Regions from separate parts of the Mus musculus genome. Here all the other regions are linked to region 2. Evidence: chromatin contacts called from public HiChIP or PLAC-seq and promoter capture Hi-C data. All regions are on one chromosome and are shown on one strand. Each heading gives the region's core, a stretch centred on a gene start, on an enhancer-like site or on the middle of the called end of the contact. The rest is flanking DNA. Distances are from core to core; before and after follow the strand shown.

Evidence for each region. Promoter capture Hi-C pulls out the DNA fragments that hold promoters and counts their contacts. HiChIP or PLAC-seq counts read pairs in DNA pulled down with a chosen protein or histone mark.
Region 1: a contact with region 2 is called in an H3K27ac HiChIP or PLAC-seq map of microglia, with 8 times the contacts expected there. The contact joins the promoter of Ndufb2 here to the promoter of 4930599N23Rik in region 2. A contact is called at or near these places in 2 of 39 promoter capture datasets (liver and stem cell-derived epiblast-like cells) and 1 of 115 datasets of contacts at active chromatin or transcription factors (microglia).
Region 3: a promoter capture Hi-C map of liver shows a contact between it and region 2, with 2.2 times the contacts expected there. The contact joins the promoter of 8030453O22Rik here to the promoter of 4930599N23Rik in region 2. A contact is called at or near these places in 3 of 39 promoter capture datasets (hippocampal neurons, liver and stem cell-derived epiblast-like cells).
Region 4: a contact with region 2 is called in an H3K4me3 HiChIP or PLAC-seq map of embryonic stem cells, with 4 times the contacts expected there. The contact joins the promoter of Clec2l here to the promoter of 4930599N23Rik in region 2. A contact is called at or near these places in 15 of 39 promoter capture datasets (3T3-L1-derived adipocytes, the C10 cell line, the HPC-7 cell line and 11 more), 2 of 15 datasets of contacts at CTCF or cohesin (the NIH/3T3 cell line and large pre-B cells), 4 of 484 Hi-C or Micro-C datasets (the HPC-7 cell line, bone marrow-derived macrophages, cortical neurons and 1 more), 10 of 115 datasets of contacts at active chromatin or transcription factors (bone marrow-derived macrophages, embryonic basal ganglia, embryonic forebrain and 6 more) and 1 of 9 other capture datasets (embryonic stem cells).
Region 5: a contact with region 2 is called in an H3K27ac HiChIP or PLAC-seq map of microglia, with 9 times the contacts expected there. The contact joins the promoter of Adck2 here to the promoter of 4930599N23Rik in region 2. A contact is called at or near these places in 11 of 39 promoter capture datasets (the 3T3-L1 cell line, embryonic stem cells, hippocampal neurons and 4 more), 2 of 484 Hi-C or Micro-C datasets (LSK cells and neutrophils), 2 of 115 datasets of contacts at active chromatin or transcription factors (memory CD8 T cells and microglia) and 1 of 9 other capture datasets (embryonic stem cells).

What each region holds. Positions count from the first base shown.
Region 1 is chr6:39,590,868-39,595,678 of GRCm38.p6, reverse strand. Ndufb2 (NADH:ubiquinone oxidoreductase subunit B2) reads right to left here and starts at 3,114. Exons shown (of 4, transcript NM_001358797.1): 1 at 2,967-3,114. The coding sequence starts at 3,064.
Region 2 is chr6:39,114,717-39,119,853 of GRCm38.p6, reverse strand. 4930599N23Rik (RIKEN cDNA 4930599N23 gene) reads right to left here and starts at 1,381. Exons shown (of 4, transcript NR_045813.1): 1 at 1,034-1,381. Parp12 (poly (ADP-ribose) polymerase family, member 12) reads left to right here and starts at 1,505. Exons shown (of 12, transcript NM_172893.3): 1 at 1,505-2,047. The coding sequence starts at 1,695.
Region 3 is chr6:39,525,211-39,530,036 of GRCm38.p6, reverse strand. 8030453O22Rik (RIKEN cDNA 8030453O22 gene) reads right to left here and starts at 2,496. Exons shown (of 2, transcript NR_167680.1): 1 at 2,393-2,496. All of the region lies in intron 1 of Dennd2a (DENN/MADD domain containing 2A), which reads left to right.
Region 4 is chr6:38,659,692-38,664,329 of GRCm38.p6, reverse strand. It overlaps Clec2l (C-type lectin domain family 2, member L), which reads right to left and starts at 1,261. Exons shown (of 5, transcript NM_001101507.1): 1 at 914-1,261. The coding sequence starts at 1,094. RefSeq lists an enhancer at 1-329.
Region 5 is chr6:39,572,173-39,577,255 of GRCm38.p6, reverse strand. It overlaps Adck2 (aarF domain containing kinase 2), which reads right to left and starts at 3,380. Exons shown (of 8, transcript NM_178873.3): 1 at 2,050-3,380; 2 at 747-893. The coding sequence starts at 2,955.

The sequences.
Region 1 (4,811 bases), core at 1,865-4,364, 470 kb before region 2:
GTGTAAGTTGACTCTAATGTAAATGAGGTAATTTATACTTAATGTAGGTATTTCTATCACCTATTCAGCAGCAAACCATATGCTGATGCATATGAACCAGATATAAAAATCTTGAGTGTGCCTATATAAAATATGTTCTACATATTTTCAGTCCAGCATAGCAAAAAATGCACTAAAAGTTCCTGTAGAATTTTTAAGTAGCAATTTTCCTATGGTTCTTCCCCAACCTCTGCCTATCTTTTTGTCCTAGCAGAAGAGTGAGTCTCGCTCAGTCACTCTGGACTACATCCCCTTGAGATAGGATCTTCTTGACAGTGTCCTGCAGCACTGGGGTTATATGCAGATGGCAACTCCTGGCTCTCCCTCTGGGTGCTGGCATCCAAACTCAAGTTCTGCCCGCCCCGCCCCCCCACCCCACCCCCGTTCTTACCCACTGAACCAGCTCTTCAGCCCTGGTGGTTGTTGACCAGCTGGGACTGTTTCTATTATTCCCTCCCATTCTGAAAGATCGCTAGCTAGCTCTTCAGTATTCACCACGTGCACCGCGCTGGACTTTATGGCTGTTGTCTGAACTTTATAAGACACCTTTATGTGACAGATGCTGACTTACAGTTTTACAAATGTGATCATAAGCATTTTGATGACAAAGCCCAAGAATGTTGCCTACAAGCGAATAACATTAAATAATTTTGTTTTTATTTTCCATTTTATTAACTAAAGACCTAACTCTTGTGCTTGGGGTATAGCACGATGATATAGTACTTGCCTAACAGGGGTTTGGTCCCAAGTGACACACACACATATACACACACAGACACAAACCATAACCCTCCGTTGAAATTCCAACCAGCTAAAGTTGTCTTGGTGATAAAGATCTATTTTTGTGTAAGTGTTTGCCCAGCTGATAGCATGTCCAGTTGGAAGGCTCTGAATGAGATCTTAGTTATCGATGGTGTGAGAGGTGATTTTTAACGAGGCAACCTCGCCATGTGGCCCAGGCTGTCCTTGAATTCACTATTTAGCCCAAGTTGGCCAGGGACTCATCATCCTTCTGCCTCTGCCTCCTGCACGCTGAGATTAAAGGAATGCCATCACCATGCTCTAGTCCTTTATAGACAGGATCTCCCTGTGTAGGCCAGGCTGGCCTCAAACTCCTGGTCCTCTGACAAGGCCTCCCCACAGCATGTTCACCTGTTCCTTTTAGCCATTCTGTCAGCTGTCATTGCTTCACAACTTAAAGAACATAGCAGAGCCGCTTCTGTAATTCCCTTGTTTGCCAACTGTATTTAACAGTTATTACCCAAGATCTACCTGTGCAGCCAGACCATAGTGGCACACACCTTTAATCCCAGGACTCTGGAAGCAGAGGCAGGCAGATCTCTGCGAGTTTGAAGACAGCCTGATCTACAAAGTGAGCTCCAGGGTAGTCAGGGGTACACAGAGAAACCCTGTCCCCAAAAGGGGTGGGGGGAGGAAAGGAGGAAGGCAAAATCTCAATAAACACTTGTGTGTCATGCTTCAGCCAGACTAAGTGCACTGTGGCAATCTAGATACCCTGAGGGGTCTCCCAATTAAAATAAACATGATGCTAAAATGAAATAAATAAAAGGTCCTTTTTCAAGTATCAGTAACTGGGGGGCTGGTGAGATGGCTCAGTGGGTAAGAGCACCCGACTGCTCTTCCGAAGGTCCAGAGTTCAAATCCCAGCAACCACATGGTGGCTCACAACCATCCGTACACGAGATCTGACTCCCTCTTCTGAAGTGTCTGAAGACAGCTACAATGTACTTTCATATAATAAATAAATAAATCTTAAAAAAAAAAAAAAAAGTATCAGTAACTGAGCACAAATGCCTGGGAAGCCAGTACTGAAGCTGGCATTCACAGGGATCCCACTCTGACGACTCAGAGACCCAAGACAAGTGGTCTATCATTAGACTCCTGAATCAAGCTGTAGCCCCATAATGAAAGGGCGAAAAGTAATAATAAATCAACGAGAAGGAAACTGAAACTTAGTTACCAGAAGCCAAACTTCAGGTAAGTTTCCACCTGAACTATTGCTGGGTTGGACCTTTTGTGGCCCAAAAACCCAAACCAAGGGCTGGGAACTTAGATGAATAGTGGAACCCTTCTTCCCCCGTTGGAGGTAAGGGAAATCCAAGCTAAGTAGTGAAACTGGACGGGAAGCATCCCCAAAACGGTATGAAGATCTTAAAAGAAATCTCGGTGGACAAAACCTGCCAGGTTATATGCGAGCGAGAGAGAGACAGAGACAGAGAGACAGAGACAGACAGAGACTGAGAGACAGATCAATACAACAAAATAAAGCTATAAGTATTACAAATCTCGGGTGGAGAGAAGGCAAAATGAGTAAGACACAGCATCCAATCTAGGATTTAAAGTGCCAAATCTAAACACTGACTTGGGGGCGCACGCCTTTAATCCCAGCACTCCGAAAGCAGAGACAGGAGGATCACTAATGAGTTCCAGGTCAGTCGAGGCTACACAGTGAGGCTCAAAAAAAGTGCCAAATTTTAATCGTAAAAATGTACCTAATGGTGAAAAGAACAGACTATACTACCTTACTGACTCAAGGTCTCCGTGTCTGCCCTGCCTGGACCCGTCTTGTCTCTGAGCCCATCTCCACCCGTCTCCATGCGCTCGGGACCTCCACTAGCCAGCTGCTTGGAAGGCTCAGTCCGGGAGACTGTGCGGGACTGGATTCTTATCACTCGGGTCTTAGTTAACGCCTCTCTCCCGCAACCCTGCGCCATCCCTTCACCTCTAGCCCACCAAGCCGACTAAAAGGCCAGTCTCGGTCCAGGCAAAACTACAAGACCCAGCATGCCTCGGGCGGCAGCGGAGTTTCACGCACCCTCCCGGGCGACTGCTTCAAGGTGACAGCGTCCGGATGGCAGCGCTGCCTGTTCAAGCCGGCCGAACCCTCGCCCCCGCCCGACACTCACTGACGGACTCCACTGTCTCCAGCCGCCCGCGCGCGGCAGCCCCGGAGCAGGCGGCCTCCGACGCGGCCGAAAGGTACCAGACGGGTGAGCGCAGACATACTAGCAAGACTGCAGTTCCCACCCCTGATGCGTCACTTCCCCGAGTCCCGGCCCGTGACGTCACTGCGTCGCACTGCGTCTCTACCCGGGCTGATGGTAGGCCACAGGGGACAAGTTCAAGCCATTGGCGGACCTTAGAGGCTCCAGGTTAACGGGCAGATAGGTCGTCCTTCAGGAGGAGCCCTGGCTGCCTCGTGGCACAGCCTGGCAAGGTGCTCTTGGCTGACCTTACTGCTGCTCCCTGCTTTGGCTCATATAGACGGTGCTTTCATGCATGTTCTTGCCACTGTGGGCCCTTGTTAAAGGCCTAAGCCCTTTCTGAACCACGCAATGTTTATTTTATAACATCGCAATGTTTATTTTATAGCATCGTTGTTTCAGCATTGTTCTGAATGACTAATCAGCCAGGGTGTTAAATTTCAGAACCTGGACTGGTGGCACGGGAATCACCTGAGGAACCCAACCCGGCACACTCGGAATAAGTCGGCCAGGAACATGGGGGAAAGTTCCTAACGCCTCGAGCCTTAGCCAATTCGAGGTTTTTTGGCATTTCCTCTTGTTATTAATGTAATAAGCAAGCAGAAAAATAAGGACATGAGGGCAGTCCAGTTAAGATGCAACACCAAGATGGCAACAAATCGAGACCTGACTTCAGCCGTAGAAATGTACTCGCAGTGGGAGCTGTAACACAAATAGATGCACGTAGACGCGCAGATGCGCTCAGTCTCCGGCCATTAGTGGGGAGGGAATATGAATTTTCAAGCTCATCCTCATAAAACAAGACATACATATCTGTTCCGAGTTACTAGGTCTATAGGATAGCCTACTGTCATCTTTCCAGAAAAACTAATTTTTTCACTCACTTCAGATTTCCTTCAAGAAACAAAGGCTCCACTGGCTATTAAAATAGTCCGCCTTCCTCGGCCTGCTTTTTTCTCTCAGTATTGCCTCTGTTGAAATCTGGATAGACTCCAAACCTAAGACTACTCCTAACCCCAAGAGGTTGTGAGAAACGGACTTTTTTCTATAAACAGTAGCTAGCACACCAACAGTCAATACTCTAATAATCTCCACCTTGTAAAATTATTCAAGTATTTTAATCATCTGGAAAACCTGTTTACACAAAGGCCTTCCATTCTGACGACAAGAGCTATGGACCCCTTCCTTCCCTCCTTCCTTTGCATCTATTAGGAACTATCCAACCATGGCAGAGTCTGAGGTCGCACTCTACCAATAGGATGAGACACAGTCATCACCTGTATTAGAATAACAACTGAACTTCCCGCCCTAGTGTGCTTGCAAGGCCACTGTAAGTTATGGCACATTTTACCAAAAGAAAAATTAATAATAATAATAATAATATGTTGCTTTGCAGGATTACTTTCGCTATGATCTAGTGGGTAGGGGTGTGTGTGATACCAAGAATATTGATTCCAACAAGGTCTTCCCTGGTACATTATGGTTTGGGTTGGTTGATTTGAAGAACATGCAGTTTTAGGTTATAACATTAGTGTACCAACATCACATATTAGAAATTTGCTATGATGTTTCATATTCAAGAGTCAAGTACTCATCAAGGCCAGACTTGAATTTAGTGACTTGGAAGCATCAAATATGACTGATAATTTGCCTTCTGTGCCCATATGTGGGCCTCTTTGCCCTTTTATGTAACAGGAAACCTGTCCTAGGAGTCAAACCCAAGGGAGACCTTGAGTGTTGTTATGTGTGGGCTCACATGTACCATGG
Region 2 (5,137 bases), core at 132-2,631:
TGGGTTTTGGGGATCCACCTCAGGCTGGCAGGCTTTGGACAGCAGGTACTTTTCTCTGCTAAGCCATCTCTCCAGTTCCCGCCTTATTTTGAGACAGAATCTCTCACTGGGTTCCAGGGTTTGCCAATTGGTCTACTCTAATCCCATTTTATTACATTTTTGTAGTAATACTCCCCCCCCCCCCCAGCACACACCTTCCTAAGGATTGAGCCCAGGGGCTATACCCTCAGTTGCTCTTTTCTGTAGTATTTTATACTTAGAATAAAATTTTATTCATTTTAAATTAATTTTCTAAGCACTCACCTCCCAATTTTCAGCCTTCACCTTTCCTTTTTCCACTTTCCTAGTACCTCCCACACTCCACTGTGACCAAAGTGTTGGGTTTGCTTCATGCTCACTCAAAAACATCCTACTGTGTACACTTTCAAATCCAGACTGGACTAGAACTCAGAGATTGCCTGCCTCTGCCTCCCAAGTGCCGGGATTAAAGGCGCCTTCACACCTGTCGTGCCTGGTGTCTGAAGCGTCCAGAAGAGGGTGTCAGATCCCTCCTGGAACCAGGGTTACAGGCAGTTGTGAGCTGCTATGTGGGTGCTGGGAACCCGGCCGAGGTCCTCTTCCAGAGCAGTGCGGCCGCTTAACCTCCGATCAGCCCCATGGAATACTACTTGATTACAATCTTTTCTCACAACATACTAATGTCCTTCTAGGTCAAACCCAGAGAATTAACATGCTTGTTAAACTCTTGTTGTCTGAATCACCGTCTTACTGTTTCCAGTACTCCGTCCTCTCCTGTGAACATGACTTACTAACGCTTTTATTCCCGGGAGACTCCTGGAGGAAGGAATGGGGGTGCCAAAAGTCGTATTTTAATAGGTATACCCCCACACACCCCCGTTTACTTACCCCGAGAACGTTTAACTCCCAGGGTAACACACAGGAGAGTTCTTTCCGGTGAGGAATCGAACTAGGTGCATCACCTTTACTCAGAAGGGGCGAGGGAGGGAGGATCGGCCCCCTTTAAAGGACGTACCTACGCTTTCCTTCTGGAAATGCGGGATCCGCTACAAAAGCGGAGTGTCTGGCAATTCGGAGCGACTGTTTCCGTTTGTTCCGGGGTGCGGTGGGACCGGGTCCGTCGTCCCCGCTTCCGAGGCCCGCCTGCTAAAGCCCGCTTTGGCTCGGGCGACTTCTGAGCCCCCCTGAGCGCGCCGGCCGACGCACCAACCGGCCGCAACCGGCCGGCGCCGTCTGGAAACTTCGCTCGGCTTTTCCGAGATCGAGGTTGCTGACTGAACCCCCCGCGGCGTCCCTCGGGCCTAGCTGAACGCGCCACTCGCCTCACAGGACGCTGCTGCCTCGAAGGGAGCGGCCACGACTCCCTCAGACGCGGGAGTCCGGCCCCGTGAGGACCCGCGCCCCGCATCTCCGGCCGCGCGACGCCTCGAGGCACGCCGGGTCGCCCAGTGCGCGCGCAAGCGAGCGCGGGCCGCCGTCGAGCCGCGCGGTCCCCAGCTGGCGGCCCTAAGACAAGGGCGCCGGCTCCTCAGCTGCGGCCCGAGGGCGTGGCAAGGCCCCACGGCTCCTGTTTTCCCGGCCGGAGCCCGCTTTCGGTTTCGTTTCCTTCCAGCGAAACAGTGGGGCCCGGCCCGTGAAAGGCGCCGCCGTCCGTGCTAAGCCTCAGTCCGACGGCCATGGCCCAGGCCGCGGTGGCAGTGGCAGAGGTGACCCAGCTGCTGTGCGCGGCGGGGGGCGCCTTGGAGTTGGCGGAGCTGCGGCGCCGCTTGCGAACCAGCCTGGGGACCGACGCGCTGGAGCGGCTGCTGCGGGACTGCGGGCGCTTCGTGGTGGCCTCGCGGGCGGTCGTGGCCGTGGGCGCGGGCCGGGAGGCCGCGGCGGCAGCCTCGGAGCGCTTGGTGCTGGCCGTGTCGTCGCTGCGTCTGTGCCGCGCGCATCAGGGCCCCAAGCCGGGCTGCACCGGGCTCTGCGCGCAGCTGCATCTCTGCAAGTTTCTCATCTACGGCAACTGCAAGTTCCTGAAGACCGGGTAAGGACGCCAACGGTGGGCTTGGGCGGATGCTCCTGGCCCTCCACTCTCGGACCTCCACCCTCGTCCCGTGATTGGGGCAGACCGCTAGGTGACAGTTCCTCAGCCTCGCCTGTCCTTCACTCTCAAGAACGTTTATTGATCACCTACTTAGTGACTGGCAGTGTATGGTGGACTAGCACAGATAGAATGTGGTGCCAAGAGGGACACCTGAGCATGGCAGTATGGCCCCCAGGAGGGAAGCTGGTCCTCAGGGCTGCTTTGAGGAGCAGGCAGCAAGGCTTGCTGTCCCAGCTGTAAGGAGGCTTTGGAAGTGCCACTCAACTTCTGTTTGTCTGTTTACAAGCCGAAATTCAGAATTTCAAGATCCATAGAGAGTTCCGCTCTCCTCTAGCCACAGACCTTCCTGGGTGCCTTTCTACACCCCCACCCCCCACCCCCCACTTTGTTTCATTTAGGTGGCAGAGCCCTGTCTGGAATGCCCTTCCTGGTTTGCTTTTTTAGCGCCTCGGGCAGGAGCTGAAAGATTTTTCGCTTTTTTGAGCTTTCTCTAACTCTTCCACAACACACTTTATGTCCTTATTAGTCTGGGCTGCTCTCTGCTTGCACCTGCAAGGTGATTAGTGAAATCTGTTTATACTGAAGAATTTGGGCCTCACCTTAAAGGTGATAAGGCCTGTTGAATGTCAGCTGTGAGGTTTGTGTTTTAGGAAGATGTCTTGGGTAATGATTCGGGGATGCTGGGTTAGGAGAGGATGTTGGAGACTTCATGCTTCGAATCTAGTCCAGTTATCTAGAAGGATTAGTTTCTTCCCTCCCTGCTTCCTTTTGCTGTAACAGTAGACATCACTTTTTATGATGTCAGGTTAATAGTCACGTTGGGTTAGTAACCTTGACCTGTGTAGTCAATCAGGGATCCAGACTGGGTACAGCTGCACCCTCAACACTTTTGAGACAGTTCTAAGTATCAAGTTCTGGGGGCTGAAGGTCTCCCTGGTAGGAAGTCTGGTGGGAAGTTTGTGTGGGTCAGGTCTAAAAGTGATAAATATCCCATTTACCTGAACCTGTCTCCTACCCCTACCTAAGGGGTATGGTCTAAGAAATGTGGTCTTTAGGACTTATTTATTCGGAAATAATACAGATTAGAACTTGTCCAAACGAGGTGTATGCGAGAGATTTGGGGAAATTAAAGGGGAGTGTGCCAGCGTGAAGAGAGGCTGTGGGAGAGATGGTGACTCTTGTTTCTGTTCCCACTGTGGACTGAAAGCCAGAGAGGGTTTGAGATCTTTACTTAAAAGGAAGGCTAAACCCTTACCTACTGATTTGGAAGCTGCTGGGTGGTAAATACTGTGGCCCCAGTCACAGATGTCTTCAGTCCCTGACTTCCAGACCTGTGCTCAGGAGGCAGTGTGCTTGCCTATCAAGAGCGTGGTCTGTGAGCTAGTTAGTTGTTTCAGTCCACCTCTGCTCTTTGCTGCCTAGTAACCCTGGGAAAGTAGCGTTCTGGCTGACTCTGGCCCCTCAGTGATGATAAGATTACTTACTTCACAGGTTTGTTGAGGCAATCTCTGTTGCATAGTAAATGCTCGCTAAGGTTATGTTGCTATTATTGCAGTTATTTGTATACTTGGCTTTGGCAGCACGAACTTAGCTTCCCTTCTTCTCATCTCATTTTGTCATCTTTTTCCTAACCCCTGAAGATGTGGCTTATTTATTGTTTTATACCTTCCAATGGCCTCTCCTCAGTTCTTGCCTGGATCCCGACTCTGCAGTGCCTTTTTCCTTTGGTGCCACTGTATTCTTATCACAGCTGACCTCAGACTTTCACTCCATGTGTGAGTTCTTTTCTGTTGCATTCACGAGTTGGGAGAGAGGAGTCAAGGTTCATGGTTTCTGATCTGTAGGGGCGGAGGGACAGAGATGAGAGAGCTAGTAGGAGAAGAAGGTTTGGGGATGGATCCAGGAATTTGGCATTCTTTCAGGATGTTTACTACAGATGTTAAGGTATGGTAATGTCTGCATGCTGCTTGCCTGCCTTTCCAGGTGTCCCAGACTGTCATTAAAGGGTTGTCCCTGAGTTCTTAGGGTGGAGTACCAGTGCCTGGTTGATATGTGCTCACCAGATGCTTATGGGTTGAAAGTACAGAGAAAGGGAGCTGCAAAACAGGTGGACCAGGAATGTCTGTGTCTATGTAAACCCATATCTGGAAGCATGAGTCACTCTGCCTGGCATTTTTTTTAAAGATTTATTTATTTATTATATGTAAGTACATTGTAGCTGTCTTCAGACACTTCAGAAGAGGATGTCAGATTTCATTACAGATGGTTGTGAGCCACCATGTGGTTGCTGGGATTTGAACTCGGACCTTCAGAAGAGCAGTCAGTGCCCTTAACTGCTAAGCCATCTCTCCAGCCCCCTGCTTAGCATTTTTACAAGGATTTATTTTTATTATTTAAATTATGTGTCTATATGGGGGGTAGAGTGGAGGGAATGGTGCATATAAGTACAGGTGCCTTCAAAGGCCAGAAGAGAGTGTTAGTGAGACTCCCAGTGTGGGTGCTGGGAATTGAATGCAGGTCCTCTGGGAGAGTAGAATAGTGCCCCTGACTACTGAGCCTTCCCTCTACCCTCTGCTCATTTTTTTTTTTTTTCGGGGAGAGGGGATGGGTTGGGTTGAGACAGGGTTTCTACATAGCCCTGGCTGACTTACAACTCACTGTGTAGCCCAGACTGCCCTCAGAAATCTGCCTGCCTTTGCCTCCCAAGTGCTGAGATGAAAGGTATGTGCTACCTAGACTTACCCCTGCTCAGGCTTTTAATCCAAGTGTTTACTGAGTGGCCAGTGTGCTGTGACACTTGTTTGCATGATGGCCCTGCCCTTCTCTTTACATACCTGCTGAGAAGTGTTCTCCTGAGCCCTAGACATTGTCCAGTCTCCTCTCTTCCTGGTAAATAAGCATATGTCTTCATGCATCGCTGTTTTTTTCTCTCTGATGCTTATAAGGAGGGTCAGGAAGAGTTTGTGAAAAAATGCCACGAAGAATGATCTCACCAGCTCTGAAAGTCTGCCAGGGCTGCCATTTTGCTTT
Region 3 (4,826 bases), core at 1,247-3,746, 410 kb before region 2:
TGTTGATACACGCATTTGATCCCAGCACTTGGGAAGCAGAGGCAGGCAGATTTCTGAGTTCAAGGCCAGCCTGGTGTACTGAGTGAGTTCCAGGACAGCCAGGGATACACAGAGAAACCCTGTCTCAAAAAAAAAAACAACAACAACAACAACAAAAAAAACAAAGGGGGAAAAAAAGATTGATTATTCTTATTTACATGTGTGTGTGAGTACATACCGTGTGTGCTGATGCCAGTGCAGGCCAGAAGGGTGTGTCAGACCCCCACAGAGCTGAAGTTATATATAGGTGGTGGCGAGCCTCTTCATGTGGCTGTTAGAAGCTGAACTCAGGTCTTAGTTCAGTTCCTAAAATAAAAAGTGTTCTTAACCACTGAGCCATCTCTCCAGCCTGGATTTATTATTTTTTATGTGTACATTTGTGTGTGTGTGTGTGTGTGTGTGTGTGTGTGTAGTGTATGTGTTGCGTGTGTGCCATAGCATGCCGGTAAAGGTCAGAGGAGTCAATTTCTCTTACCATGTGGGCTCTGGTGGCGAACTCTTGATTGGCAGCAAGTATCTCTACCCACTGAGACATCTGTCTAACCTATTCTAATCGTCAAGGGCAAAAAAAAAAAAAAAAAGAAAGAATGAATGAGAGCAGCATACTCCATACTTGTGAGAATTGAGACACTCTGATTGCTAAATGTGAACCGCGCATGCGTTCTTTATCTCTTCACTTCCAGACTCTGCTGCCCTTTCAGATTCACTCTTGCAGTAGGGCTGGTCCCCAGGAGCCTGTGATTTTAGTACTGGGCGTTATTACCTGGTGGGAAGTGACTTCACTTAAGTGTCACGCGTTTGGGGCTAAAGCTACTTAGAAGCATCCCCTGGAAGGATGGTGGTGGCTCTGCTCCATCTGGAAAACGCTTTGCTTCCTCAGACAGTGGGGGGAAGGGCTCCCCTCAGGGAGAGCTGCTGCAGGAGCTGACTGCAGTCCAGGCACTGTCCTGGTGTGCTCCTCAAGGAAGGAGTCAGAGTCTTACTTAACTTGGAGTCTCCTAGAGCATCCTGCACACAGCTTGGCACGAGCCTAAAAGAAAAAGATGGAGAGCTGCCTGGCTCAATGGGAGAAGATTGCGTGGTGGGTGTTTGGTCTGTGGAGCCAGAGTGCAGGCTGTAGAGAGCAGGGGGGTGGGGTGGAGATCGGCTGTGCTCCCTTCTCCCCACCCCCTGGCCCATGTGGCTATCTGCCAGAAGAGGACAGAAAGGCAGTGTCTGTGGGCCCAGCCACATGGAGAGACTCCAGAAGCTTCAGCTGTGTGAGAGTTGTGAGAGGGACAATGAGTTCCTTCCTGTCCCTGAAAGGCCTTTCAGGGCTCCCCTCCACTGTGGGATGGGTGGACCTGAGCTCCTAGCTTCCTTGGAGAACTGGGCTCGGTTACACCACAGATTTATTCCAGAGTATATGGTGCTGGGTTGCCGTAAAGCAACAGCTAGACTCCTGGGCAAGTCTATGCTCCAGTTCTCCCTGTGCCCAACTCCCAATGGCTTCGCCTGCTCCATTTCAGCTTTCAGGTCCCTCCTTGCCTGCTTCCTCTTAAAAAGAGTGTTTGTGCACATTATTTATTTGGATGTGCACGCACACTGGTGAAAAGGACAGACTGGGGCTTGAACTCAGGTCCTCGGGTTCGGTGGCAGGCACTTTTATACCCCCTGAGCCATCTCACCAGACTGTGTCTTCATTTCATAAAGGGTGATCCATGAGTGCTCTATTTTTATTTGTCTTATGTTTTAATTGAATTTATGTATTTGTTGTCTTAGTCACTATTCTATTGCTGTCAAGAGACACCATGGCCAAGGCAGCTCTTTTAGGAAGGAAAAGGGTTTAACTGGGGCTTGCGTAAAGTTTCAGAGGTTTTACTCCACCCTGATCGTTATGATGAAGAGTGCTGGGACAGATGGCACTAGAACAGTAGCTGAGAAGTTTACATCCTGATCCCCAGGCGGCAGCCAGAGACAGACAGACACTGACTGAGAGAGGCAGAGACTGACTGAGCCTGGCTCATGCTTTTGAAACATCAAAGCCCACCCCTGGCAACATACTTCCTCTAACTGGGGACTAAATATGCAAATATATGAGCCTGTGGGGTCATTAACATTCAGACCACATTTATTTATTTCTGTCTCTTCGCTGGCCTTTCCCTCCTGGTACCTAAGATCTGTTAGCATGTTTTGAAACAGGCCTCTTGATTCCTTTGAGGAAGTTCTGAGCCAAGACACTGAGTACCCTCAGTTTTACCTGGCAGGTAGAAGTCTTGGAAGCCCCAGGAGATCATGTGACCTCATCCACCTAAGACAGATTTTCTAGTTTCTTCTTGCCACCTCCCATTCCGGGTGAAATGGGGCCACATACCTGCTTCCTTCTGAAGGAGGGGCCCATGTGCCTCATGGAGTCTTTATCACTGGTCCTCTAGGCTTCCTGGAGTCTCTCTTGGTGCTGACATGGTGACCGTGTGCAAGCAGGCCACAGACAGCCACAGCCCAACTGGAACTCTGAGCTACAGATTGGCTGACAAGTAAGAGCCGCCCTTAGCATGCGCATGCGCCCTGGAAGTAGATGAGCACGCTTCTCCACCTCCTTCTGTTCTCCCTAAGAGTGTAGGAACTGACGGCCTGTCTACTTCTCCCTTTTACTACTTGCACCTACTCCCTTTCCTTAACCGGGGAATGTCACTCTCCTGAGCCTCCTGTCAGACGGCTCCTTGAACTGCCTTCATTTGAGACTTGAGAGGTCTGGATATTGCTGAGTGAGTGTTGTGTGCCTTCCAGGCCAGGGTATCTTTTTCTAGCTATAGAATCACGGTTTTTCACTTCTCTCTAAACGCTAAAGCTTTGCAGCCGTAGCTGTTCCCATCTTCTGCTAGCGGGAAGCCTTCCCCCTCCTCACCCCCCCCCCCCCCCCCCCCCGCTCATATTCTGCTATCACCAATCTCATCACAACTCTCAGCAGCCCAGACGCTAGAAACAGGAACTGCAGACACCCACGGGTATAAGAGTCACGTGGAGAAGACACTCTGTCAGTCCTGGGGACAGTTAAAATAGTGTCATCGCCCTGTACGCTTCTTGCTTGACCTTGGTAATGTTCTTCCAACAAGCCATTGTCTCTTCCTCGAGTATTGTTGAGTCACTCCAGGTATTTGAAAACTATAATGGTCACAGTTAGTTGTAATTAGTTGAGTGCCTTGGGATATATATATATATATTTTTTTTTTTTCTTTTTGGTTTTTTGAGACAGGGTTTCTCTGTATAGCCCTGGCTGTCCTGGAACTCACTTTGTAGACCAGGCTGGCCTCGAACTCAGAAATCCGCCTGCCTCTGCCTCACGAGTGCTGGGATTAAAGGCGTGTGCCACCACGGCCGGCTAAATATATAGTTTTATAATGCATATTTATATATTTAAATGTGTTTATTCTATTTTAAAATATATATATTTATATAATATATAAACATTGTATAAATATATAGTATATTTATATATAAATATATATGCTTATTTTATATATATTCATTTATTAAATGCATATGTACTATCAACCTACCATACACCAGTAACAACAAACTAGATTATGCGGCTTCTGCATGCAGAAGGCTCTCGTCTACAGAAGGCAGCTAGCATTCCTCCTTTTAAAAGAAAAAAGGAGGACTAGGTACATGGTTCGGTGGTAGAGCCCACCCAGCTCAATTCCTGTGCTCACTCTCCATGTTGAGAAGGAAAATGAGCAAGGGCTCAAGCCCCAGTCTTTCATCCCCTGTCCAGAGCCGTGAGGTAGCATATGTGACTGGGGGATTCTGCTCTGTTGGTGGCTGCCAGCAAGCATACACTAACCTGGATGGTCACATTCTCCCCTGTCTGCCATTTCAGTTCTCAGGAAAATAGCAATGAATGGTGATTCTGCCTCAAATCTAAATTCATCTACCATCCTGGAGACAACTAAAAAATTCTTTTTTTTTTTTTTTTTTTTTAAAGATTTATTTATTTATTATATGTAAGTACACTGTAGCTGTCTTCAGACACACCAGAAGAGGGAGTCAGATCTCGTTACGGATGGTTGTGAGCCACCATGTGGTTGCTGGGATTTGAACTCTGGACCTTCGGAAGAGCAGTCAGGTGCTCTTACCCACTGAGCCATCTCACCAGCCCTAAAAAATTCTTTAAGGATTGGGAGGTGGCTCAGAAGTTAAGAGCTCTTGATTTCCAGCACCCACACAGCAGCTCACAATCATCTGTAACTCCAGTTCCAAGGGTGTGGCACCCTCTTCTGGTCTCCAGGGACACCAGGCATACATGTGGCACACATACATCTATGCAGGCAAACACTCTTGCATAAAGTACAAATAAAATAAATACTATTTTTTTCTTTTGTAAGCACTATTATGAATCCTAATTGTTTTCAAAAAGAAATTCTACTCTGATCACCATGGAAAGTGTATTTGTGCTCTCTCAAGTTTGAAATTTATACTGTGCAACCAAGAACAGCAGCCTAATTTGTGGGCCCATGATGTAACTAAGGGAGAGGTCTTTTATATAAACAACTCCTGGTCTTTAGAATGCAAAGTTATAGTAACAGGATGAATGCAGTGGCTAACTATGCATGCCTTGCTGTGAACCTTAGCTGGAGTTCCTTGGTCACTATACAGTCAGATTTATGTAAACTTGGGAAATGTGCCCCGCTAACTTCACACCTGTTTACAGCACCCACGCATCTAGATACCATACATAGCGTGATCTATGCTGTGCAAATGTTTTCTATTTCTAAGCACATATATTCTCACTCTCATTAGCATTC
Region 4 (4,638 bases), core at 12-2,511, 460 kb after region 2:
TAACCCCTCGGCAGCACCTTCAAACAAACAAAACAACAACAAACTTCTGTAGCCTGGCCTGGGTGGTCTCTCAGATCTCTTGCTCATATTCTCTCTCCCCCTCCATCCCTCTTTTCTCATGCCCTCATCAGCACCCAGCACCCTAGGGTTCAGTTATCCACAAGGAACTGGCTAATTCCAGCCACCTCCTGTCGTCATTCCTTGACCTAGTGCACCCTCTCCTGTCTGTTCCACACCCCCAAAAGATGTCCTACTCTGAGATGCCCTCCTCTGACTCAGCCCCTAGTTAACGCTATCCAGTTCCTACTAGGTAGAAGCGTGAGAAGTACCTGGAAGCTGACCCTCCCTGTGTCCAACTCCTGCATCTCCCGAGCAACACTCACCACTCACTGGACGCCAACCCAAGTTTCCTAAAACAGTTTGTGAACTGAATGAAGTCTCTTCGCTCAGTGTCTTCTAGATAGCCTGAGGTCACTCCCTGAGCCAGTATAACAAGAAGGAATTGGTGGCATCCCAGAATGGTTAGGAAAGTCCTCTGGGGTTTCCTCTCCATCAACCCCATCACTAGCAGGGCGCCCCCAAGGTGCAGGGAATCAAAGCTTTTGCTTTTATGAGGCACTAAATGTTTTCTCTACTAGAGATTCAGGCTGCCACGAAGGTGCTTCACTTTCGGACCCAACTAAGGTTTGGAGCATAAAGCTTGCTCCAAGGTCAAAGAGGGATTTGGCAGCAAAGATTTGTCAAAACAATGACCTGAGGTGGTCCCCAGGGACCCCTTTCCCCTCCCATAGTGACATCTGCCTCCCCTGATACTAACGAATCCCCCTGATCCATTCCTCTGCGAGCTGTCAAGGTGACTGGCCATTTCCTGGGTCTTGACTCAGGGACCGGGGATGGAAGGCTGAGCGCTTACCCTCCAAGGCCGCCTTCCAGCTGGTGCTGCCCTCGTAGCCTGACCCGGATCGCCTCAGCAGCCCCTCTGGGCCACGGGCCTCTGCCTCCGCTGGAGAGCGCGGCCTGGGCGCAGCGGGCGCGGGACGAGCTGCGGGGGGCGGCGGGCGGGCGCGCGCGGGGGGCTCCCGGGCCGGCTCCATGCCGCGACGCGCGCGCGCTCCTGCACCGGGCAGCAGAGCCCGGCCCCACGCGCACTCCGCGCTGCGCGCGCCCCGCGGGCCGCCCAGGCCGGCTCGGTACTCCGGGACCGCGACGTCCGCAAGCCGGGGCTGAGCCCGGCTCCCGCGCCGGAGACGCTCAGGTCCCCGCCGTGCGCGCCGCAGCCTGCGCGCCGAGCCCCGCGCGGGGGAGGAGCCCGGGCTGCGAGGGAGCCGCGACCGCGGGGCGGGGTTGCGGGGAGGAAAGACAGCCCAGGCCACTGGCCCCGCCACCGGCTCCCTCGCAGCTGTGAGCCAAGGTGCTCCTCCTCCAGAGTCAGCTGCTGGGCATCTTCTAAAGTGGGGGGAGTTTCCCAAGACAAGGACCTGGGAAGGCTGCTCCTGGGGTGCCTTGGAGGCAGAGAACAAGGATGGGGGCTGGGACTTGTCACCCCCACCCCCACCGCATCCCCGACTCAGCGCTGCCATGGTCCAAGGGGACAGGGCCAAGCAGCACTGCAACCAGAGAGCCATACTGACCATCTATTGCGGTTCAGGGACTTTTCTCCACATTTTGTCTCTGTGTGACTGTTAACGTTTGCACATAGAAGCCGGAGGTCTTCATTGGGTATATTCACTCTCCACTTTTCTTTTTATTTTTAAATATAGGATATCACTATGCAGCCCTAGAACTTGCTATATAGACCTGGATGGCCTCTGACTCTAGCCTGCCTCTTCCCCTCAAGTGCTGAGATTAAAGTCATACACCTCCACACTTGATACCATCTTTTTTTTTTTTTTTCTTGAGCCAGGTTCCCTCATTCAACTTGGGGCCCACCAATTCAACTAAAGTGAGCTGGTCAACCTGCTTTACGGATAGGTCTGTCTCCCCACCCCACCTCCCACTTCCCACTGCTGGGTTAGCTGCTCAACACCAATGCAACTTTTTACTTGAGCACTGGGGATCTGAACTTAGTCCTTAGGCCTGTGCCACAAGCACTTTGCCTACGGAGTCATTCCCTCTGCCTCTCTTCTGAGAGTTTTGAGACTGAATCTCACTTATAACTCTGGCTGGCCTGGGGCTCGCAGTAGACCAGGCTAGCCTCCAGCAACTGTCCCCCTGCCTCTTCCTCCCAAGTGCCGGATGACACTCATGTGTCATCACAGCCTAGCTAAGCTGCAGGAACTTGTCACATGTCCCAGCCAGCTGAGAATGGACTTCAGGAAGCCTAGGGCACAGATGGGCCTGGGAGCCCAAGCCAGTCATCCAACTGCTTGGGACACAAAGCAGAAGAATTGAGAGTTCGAGGTCTGCCTGGGTGGGCTACATAGACTGAGGCCAAACTGAAATGTATAGCGAGGTCCTGTCTCAAGAAATAACCAATCAAAAGGGCCAAGGGAGTTCCTGAAGCAGCCGTGGCAGATTTGTGGTTGTCATGGAGATGTGAGGCATCTTGTAGGTCAGATGCCCTCTGTGACCTTTCCTAACCTCTTCTCTGACCTCTAGGAATCTACCATAGTCTCAGCCTCCAGTGTGGGTAATTCTCAGTGCGTGCTCCCACACCCCATGTGTGTGTGTGTGTGTGTGTGTGTGTGTGTGTGTGTGTTTGCTTGTGGATGTGATGTGAGCTCTCAGCTACTACTCTAGCACCAGACCCGCCTGGCTACTGCCATGCTTTTTGCTGTGATGGCCCTGGATTCTAACTCCCTGGAATTGTAAGATCCCTATAAACTCTTTCTTCTATAGGTTGTGCTGGTCATGATGTGTTTTCACAGCAATAGAAAAGTAACTAAAATACCTAGTATGCACAAAGCCCTGGGTTCTACCCCTGAAACCTTATTAATTGGGTGTTATTCAAGGTTATCCTTGATTACATAGTAAGTTCAAGGGCAGTCAGAGCTAAAGACCCTGTGTAGATGATGATAGTGATAGTGACGGTGATGGTGGTCATGGTGGTGATGGTGGTGGTGATGGTGGTGATGATGGTGATGATGGTGGTGGTGGTGATGGTGGTGGTGGTGATGCAGGAGTTGTGTTAGAAGGAGGTGGAATGTGAATGCCAAGCACAGTAGTTGTTCCCTCTTAATCCTCCTGGACTAAGACTGGCCATGTTCTCTACTTTAGAACATTCTCCACCTCTCCAGAGAAGCACTTAAGTGGACTGCCACCCTAAATGCTACAAACCTCATCATATTGGTACAGGAAGCATCAAAGACATTAGAGCAGGTTAGGCAATGGTCACAATTATAGGAAAGTTAACTCTGGAGTCAGGCACAAGGCTACCTTGGAGCAGAGGGTCAGCAAGAAAGCTCTTGCTCTGAATAGGTAAGCTAAATAGACAAGGACAGAGTAGCTCAGCTGCAGCAGGGGGCTGACTTAGCAGTGTTCCAGGCCTGACCTGCAGACTTGAGAGTCTGATCTAAGACAAGGACCTCTGGAGTCTTCCCAACCCCTAAGGGATCTCTTCATCCCAATGCCTTTGGGGACCACTGCCCCAAAACTGCTTGATATCATAACAACTGCTCTGGGGGTACCTAAACGCAGATAAGGCCTCAGCCAGTAAGGGATTGCCGAGATCACAGGGGAGACCTCATGATGGTCACAACCACTGACGTGAGACACAGAGTTCCTAAGCTGGCCCTCCTCTGGGACGTGGGAGACTAACTCTGCACCAGCCGGCCCTGCAGAGCAAGCATATGTGTGAATGCTGTGGGCCTCGGTTTGGCCCACAGGAGCAGTAGGCTGCTGAGCCTCTGCTGGCAGGGGCCTCAGATGCAGGAGTCCTACTCTGGATATAAAGGGCGCCCGTGTTTACATCATTGCTAACATGCTTGATCAGGACTGAGGTCAGCACGAGGGGCAGAGATCTAAGTGGGCTGCTGAGATGGCTCAGCAGGTAGAGGTACTTACTGCTAAAGCTGAGGACATGAGTTCAGTTCCATATGGTGGAAGGAGAAAACTCCCACAAGTTATCTTCTGACCTATACACACACGCATGCACACACAGAAACACACACATACGCATGCACACACGCATGCACGCACGCACAGATGACTAGGGATACATCCCTCAGCCCCACTCCTTGTTCCCCAGAGCACGTTCCCACTGCTCTCCATTCAGAGCCACGTCCCTGTGTCTAGAAGGCTCTGTGCCAGGTGTCCCTGTGTTCCTTCTTGTGTCTCAAAATATGACCGTCTACTTCCACTGTTATGTAACTGTGAGTCCTGGCCCACAAACCTGGAGTCGGGGGCAGGAGCAGGCATTTCTTTGTCTTCTTTTTAATCAACTGAAGTATAATTTGGGGTCACTGTCCCACTGGGATGGTAGGAAATTCCATTTCAAATTTTAAAACTCTTTTTCAGACTCTGCCTCTCCCAGCTGCTCTGCCCCGTGGCCACTTCAGCTGCACATCACTGAGTAATGGGCCCTGCTACCCTAAGAAGCCCCAGACCTCTTGACTTTCCCAGATGGAATGAACATTCCTCACCCCAGCAGAGCCTCCAGGACCCTTCCCTCCCCACCCCAACACCTCTATAATCCCTCCA
Region 5 (5,083 bases), core at 2,131-4,630, 460 kb before region 2:
AACAGGCTGACCAGAGGGGCAAGCCTGAGCTCCAGGTAAATGACTGTCTCCCCACTCCACCCCACCCCACTGAGCCTGCTAACTGAAAAAAAAAAAAAAGATAAGGCAGGTCTTTATATATTTTTTAAAAGAATGTTAAATATATTATCTTTTCAAACCACAGGCTCTCTAAATAAAGCACAGTTTAAAGATTCAATTCTAGGCCAGTAAAATGGCTCACTGGGTAAAAACACTTGGAGCCAATGGGAGCCCCAGCCTCAAGGGCCCACACTGTGGAAGGGGAGCACTGACTCCTCAAAGGTGTCCTCTGACTTATATACACATGCCACGGCATGGCCATGCCTACCCATCACCACATACCCACACAAAAATAAAATGTACAACAAAAACGTTACGGTTCAATTTTCGTATCTGTTCATTGGCCTTTGTGGTGACAGGCTGCACAGGCTCTGTTTTCCCAGTTGCAATGGCAGTGCCAATCTTGCAACGAAAATGGGTCCTAATACCACTTCAAAGCAGAGCTCCCCTCTTCCCTCAGGTTACCTGAATATAAGCAAGAAATAGCCTAGCTGCATGACGCTGGTGGACTTGGACTATTTCTTGTTGCATCCGCTAGCATTACCCACCCTGACTAATGACATCCTGGGAAATGACCTACTCACTCATCAGTCACCTGGTTCATAACCAACAGCTAACTATGGCAAGAACTATATTAGGTGCTATTTACAGCTGAGAGAAGGAGTCACCTGTTGGACCATGAGCTTCTCGAATTCCTCCACGATCTCAGGCAAGCTAAGCCATTTGACTCCAGGTAAAAGCCCCAGGGCTTTGCTGCCAATCTTCATCAGCAGTAAATCCATGGACACCTGAGAGAGCAAGCCTGGGTGTAATACCTGCCAGAAAGAACCAGGAGACAAGACAGTGGGTCAGAGGGAAACATTTTACCTAGCCAGCACATGCTCCCACCTTCAAAACAGCCAGAGTGCTTCTTGTCAAAACGAAGGGAAGTAGCCCAATACCCATGATGCTCTTGGGTTGTGGTGGTCCCTCCTCCCCAGAAGTAGCAAAACCCAAGGTTTTTTTTTTTTTTTTTTTCCCCTCCCTCCTTCACACTATTCACACCACTGTTCTCTGAAGTCAAGAAATGAAGTCAGAGCCTATTGTGGAGGAATACACCTTGAATCCCAGCACTCAGGAGGCAGAGGCAGGCAGATCTCTGTAGCTTTGAGGCCAGCCTGGTCTACAGAGTAAGCTCTGGAACAGCCAAGGGGCTACATAGTATAAATCTACCTCAAAAAAAAAAAAAAAAAAAAAAAAAAAGGAGGAGGAGGGGGAAAGGAAAGAAAAAGAAAAAACAAACAAACTTGAGCCAGGAGGTTGTGGCAATCCCTGCTACTTGGGAGGACAATTAAAATAGCAGGGTCTTGTCTACAATTAAAGGCAAAATGAGGCCTCACAATAAACCTCAGTGGCTGAGGGTTTGCCTAGCATGTGTGAACTAAGTTTGACTGCCCCTTAGGTTCAATCCTCACTACAATAAATAAATAAATAAATAAATAAATAAATAAAAGAAATAGCTTGAATTTAACAGGTATTGGTTGAGCTACAATAGCAATAGCAGCCCTAATCCAAACTCAAAATGCTTCAATATCTGACCCGGTAAAGGACTGACAAGTGAAAAATTCCAAACCTGACCTCAGGTGATGCAAGGTCATTACACAGGTGCACTAAAAGTACTTCATGAAATGACCTATAGTCTACATGTCTAAGTTGTGGAGTGTGTGTGTGAGACATAAATGAATTTCACGTTTCGTGTTTAGACTTGGGTCCTATCCCAGGCTATCTCATCCAAGATATACAAATGCTCTACAATCCAGAACCGTATGAAATCCAAAACGCTCCCATTCCCAAGCATTTTTGGAGAAGGAATACTCAGTCTTAGAACAGAAAGCAATGTGCCCCTCACGAGGGTCTCTTTCGGATCTGGGGCAGACAGCTCAGTGGGTAGGTACTTGATTAAAGTGCTAGGCAAGGTCTGAGAGCACTTACTTTCACTGCCACTGGGATGAGGTGATCTGACTTAGGCAGATGCCAGGGAGCCTGAGACACACCCACTTCTGACCCACCAAGGTCAGCTTTAGGAAGAAGCAGTTTTTCTAGAAATGCTTCGTCGGCAAGGTTTTCTGAAGGCTTCCGGTCTTTCATAAAGGGCTCTCTCTGCATCACCACGGCCCTGGTTCCTGGGGCAGAGAGCTCCCCAAGTCTCCAGATCCTGTCTTCCTCCAACAAGGAAATACTAGCGAACGCTTTGTACACTTGGGCCACACAACCTGAACCTACAGGTTCCCGGGTCTCGAAAAAGAGGAGGCTGCCCCAATCCTCCCCAAATGCCTGCTGGAGTAAGTATTCCGTCCTTGCCCAAGGGTGGGGGGTCACCTGGACATGCAGCTTGGAGAACTGGGTACAGAAAGCCTCTGAAAAGAGGTCGCGCCGGGTGCTGGCCCATTGGCCCAATTTGATATATGTTGGGCCTGAGGTCTCTGTAGCTTTGAAAAGCAGATGGAGCCAGAGGGTGGAGAGGCCAGGGGCCAAGTAGGTGAGAGGGTACAAGAAGAGGAGGGGGAAGAATTTCGCCAAGAGCACACCAGCGCGGAGCCCTAGGCGGAGACACAGTAAGACGCGGGCCAGAGGCCCTTCTTGGGCCACCTTCTCCACTAGTCCATTTTCCGCCAGGTCACTCCAGTGAGTCTTTCTCTGGCACAAGCTGCCAGGCGCCCCCTCTCCAACACTGCCATGGGCTGAGATTAATTTGGGCAAAGTACCTAGCAGAAACCAACATAGTCTGGCATTGCGAGAGCATCCCAGGGGTCTGGAATGCCCAAGTTCCTTTCTGAACTCAAAGCATCTTAAGTGTGACAAGCAGACCCTGACAGACAAACGCCAGGGGGTCACCATCCTCTCTAGACCCCTTGGCCTAGACTGCTTGTTCTCTACCTAAAGGGAAGCCATTGTGGAGACGCTCCGTGCCGAAGCGGGGATGAGTCGGACCGCGCCCCCTAGCGCAGCCCAGGAGGGGAGGGATAACGGGGACCTGAGCCGGGGACCACGGGTGACAAGCTGTCCAGCGCCAGAGCTCAGAGTGCAGGGAGTCGCCGAGCGCCAGGGACGGAGATGCGGACCCGCGGCCTAGAGAGAACGACGAAGCCTCAGAGGGCCGCGGGAAGACCTGAGAGGCGCGCTCCGGCGGGCTCACGGGCCAGGCTCCCGGGGGGCGGCGGAGATGCCGAGCCGATGGCTCGGGACCTGCACAGAGCGGGCAGTGACAACCAGGCAGAGAGAGAGAGCACTAAGCGTCCGGGCCAGCGCTGCTCCCAGCTTCCGGTACCTGGTTCCGCCCTCTCTGCCCACGACATGCTCCTTAAAGGGGCCACGGCGCGAACTAGGGCAAAAGCGCCTGGGCACATCGAGTTCCTGTGATGATTTAGAGAAAAAACGCAGACGCGAGCTCTGTAGCCCTCTTTTCCGCGTCTGCCTTTCCTCTTCACAGCCTCGTAGCTTAAATCCTAGAAATATTAAACTACACTGAATATTACAAGTGGGTCCAAAGGAAGGACAGATTTTTCAGCTGCTGAGTTCTTGAGTCTCAGGCTACGCTGACTTAGCGGCGGTGTTTAGACCTTAGGGAATGGCTTATACACTTAACTAAGACTTATTGAGCCAAATCAGGTCTTTCTTGAATTTAATTTAATATTTGTTGAGTCACAAGAATATATACTAAACTAGATAGGTAACGATATTATTTTATGTCAAGCCCAACGAAATAAATGAGTTCGATCCGTGGAACCTACATGAAGGAAGGATGTCACCAATTCCTTTTAAGTCGTGTCCCCCACATACAAAATAAATGTCATAGAAATAAAAATGTAGCAAGGGCCACAGAAGCAGTGAGGAGCTGGTTGAATCATAGGCTGGGCTACTTTGGAGAAGAAAAAAAGGGTGTTGGGAGAGGAGCCAAATAAAAGTTCCAAAGTAGGAAAGACTTTTGATGTTCTGAGGGGTGTGTGTGTGTGTGTGTGTGTGTGTGTGTGTGTGTAGGTGATAGAGCATGGGAACTGAGCCTACATAGCCAGGGAAAGGGCTTGCAATTTCTTCTCAGCGCTCTGGAACTTAAAAAGCTGCCTGCCCTGGGGCACCACAGTCCCTACTACCTATCAACAGCTTTTGTCCCTGTGTGGAAAGAAATTTGCACAAAAGTCTGACCAAGGGTAGATTTAAAGACATCCCAGGTGAAAAGGATTATAGAAAAAGAGAAACAAGGACAAGGCCAGGGTTCCTATCACTGGACATGTCATTCAACCTCAAGACACACACCCCCTGGCCATCCAGAAGGCTCAGAAGATATAGTAATTTCTCCAAAGGTAAGATCAGGGCCACTAACAGTCAGGAATAGTGGAGTGGCCAATGGCTCTTCCTGTATGGTCAATAACAGTCCAGTTCCTAACTCTAAAAGATGGGGTACACCCTTTGGGTTTCCCAAGGCAGACATGATGCCTTACACTGCTTTGAAATGTGGTCAGGTGTCAGGCACGGTGCCCTCACTTTCAATTCCAGTAGGAAAGAAGGAAGGAAGGAAAGAAGGAAGGAAGGAAGGAAGGAAGGAAGGAAGGAAGGAAGGAAGGAAGGAAGGGGGAGGTAAGGAAGGAGGGAAGGAGGGAAGGGAAGGAAGGGGTGGGCAAAATCTGTGAGTTGGAGGTCAGTCTGCTTTGTATAGCAAGCTCCAGGCCAACAGGGACTACATAGTGAGACCCTGTTTCAAAAAAGCAAAATAGGGCTTGGAGAGCGATGGCTCAGTGGTTAAGAGCACTAGTTGTTCTTGCAAAGGCTCTGGGTTCCATTCTTAGCACCCGCATGGGGTTTACAGCCATTCCTAATGAACAAGTTCCAGGGGGGTCTGTGCTCAGACCCATATACATGTATAACACTCACACATAATATAAAATAAATAAATCTACCTAATAAGAATTTTTAGAAAAGAAAAAGAAATGTGGGCAGGCACTAATTACAAAGTATCCCCTTTCTCCTG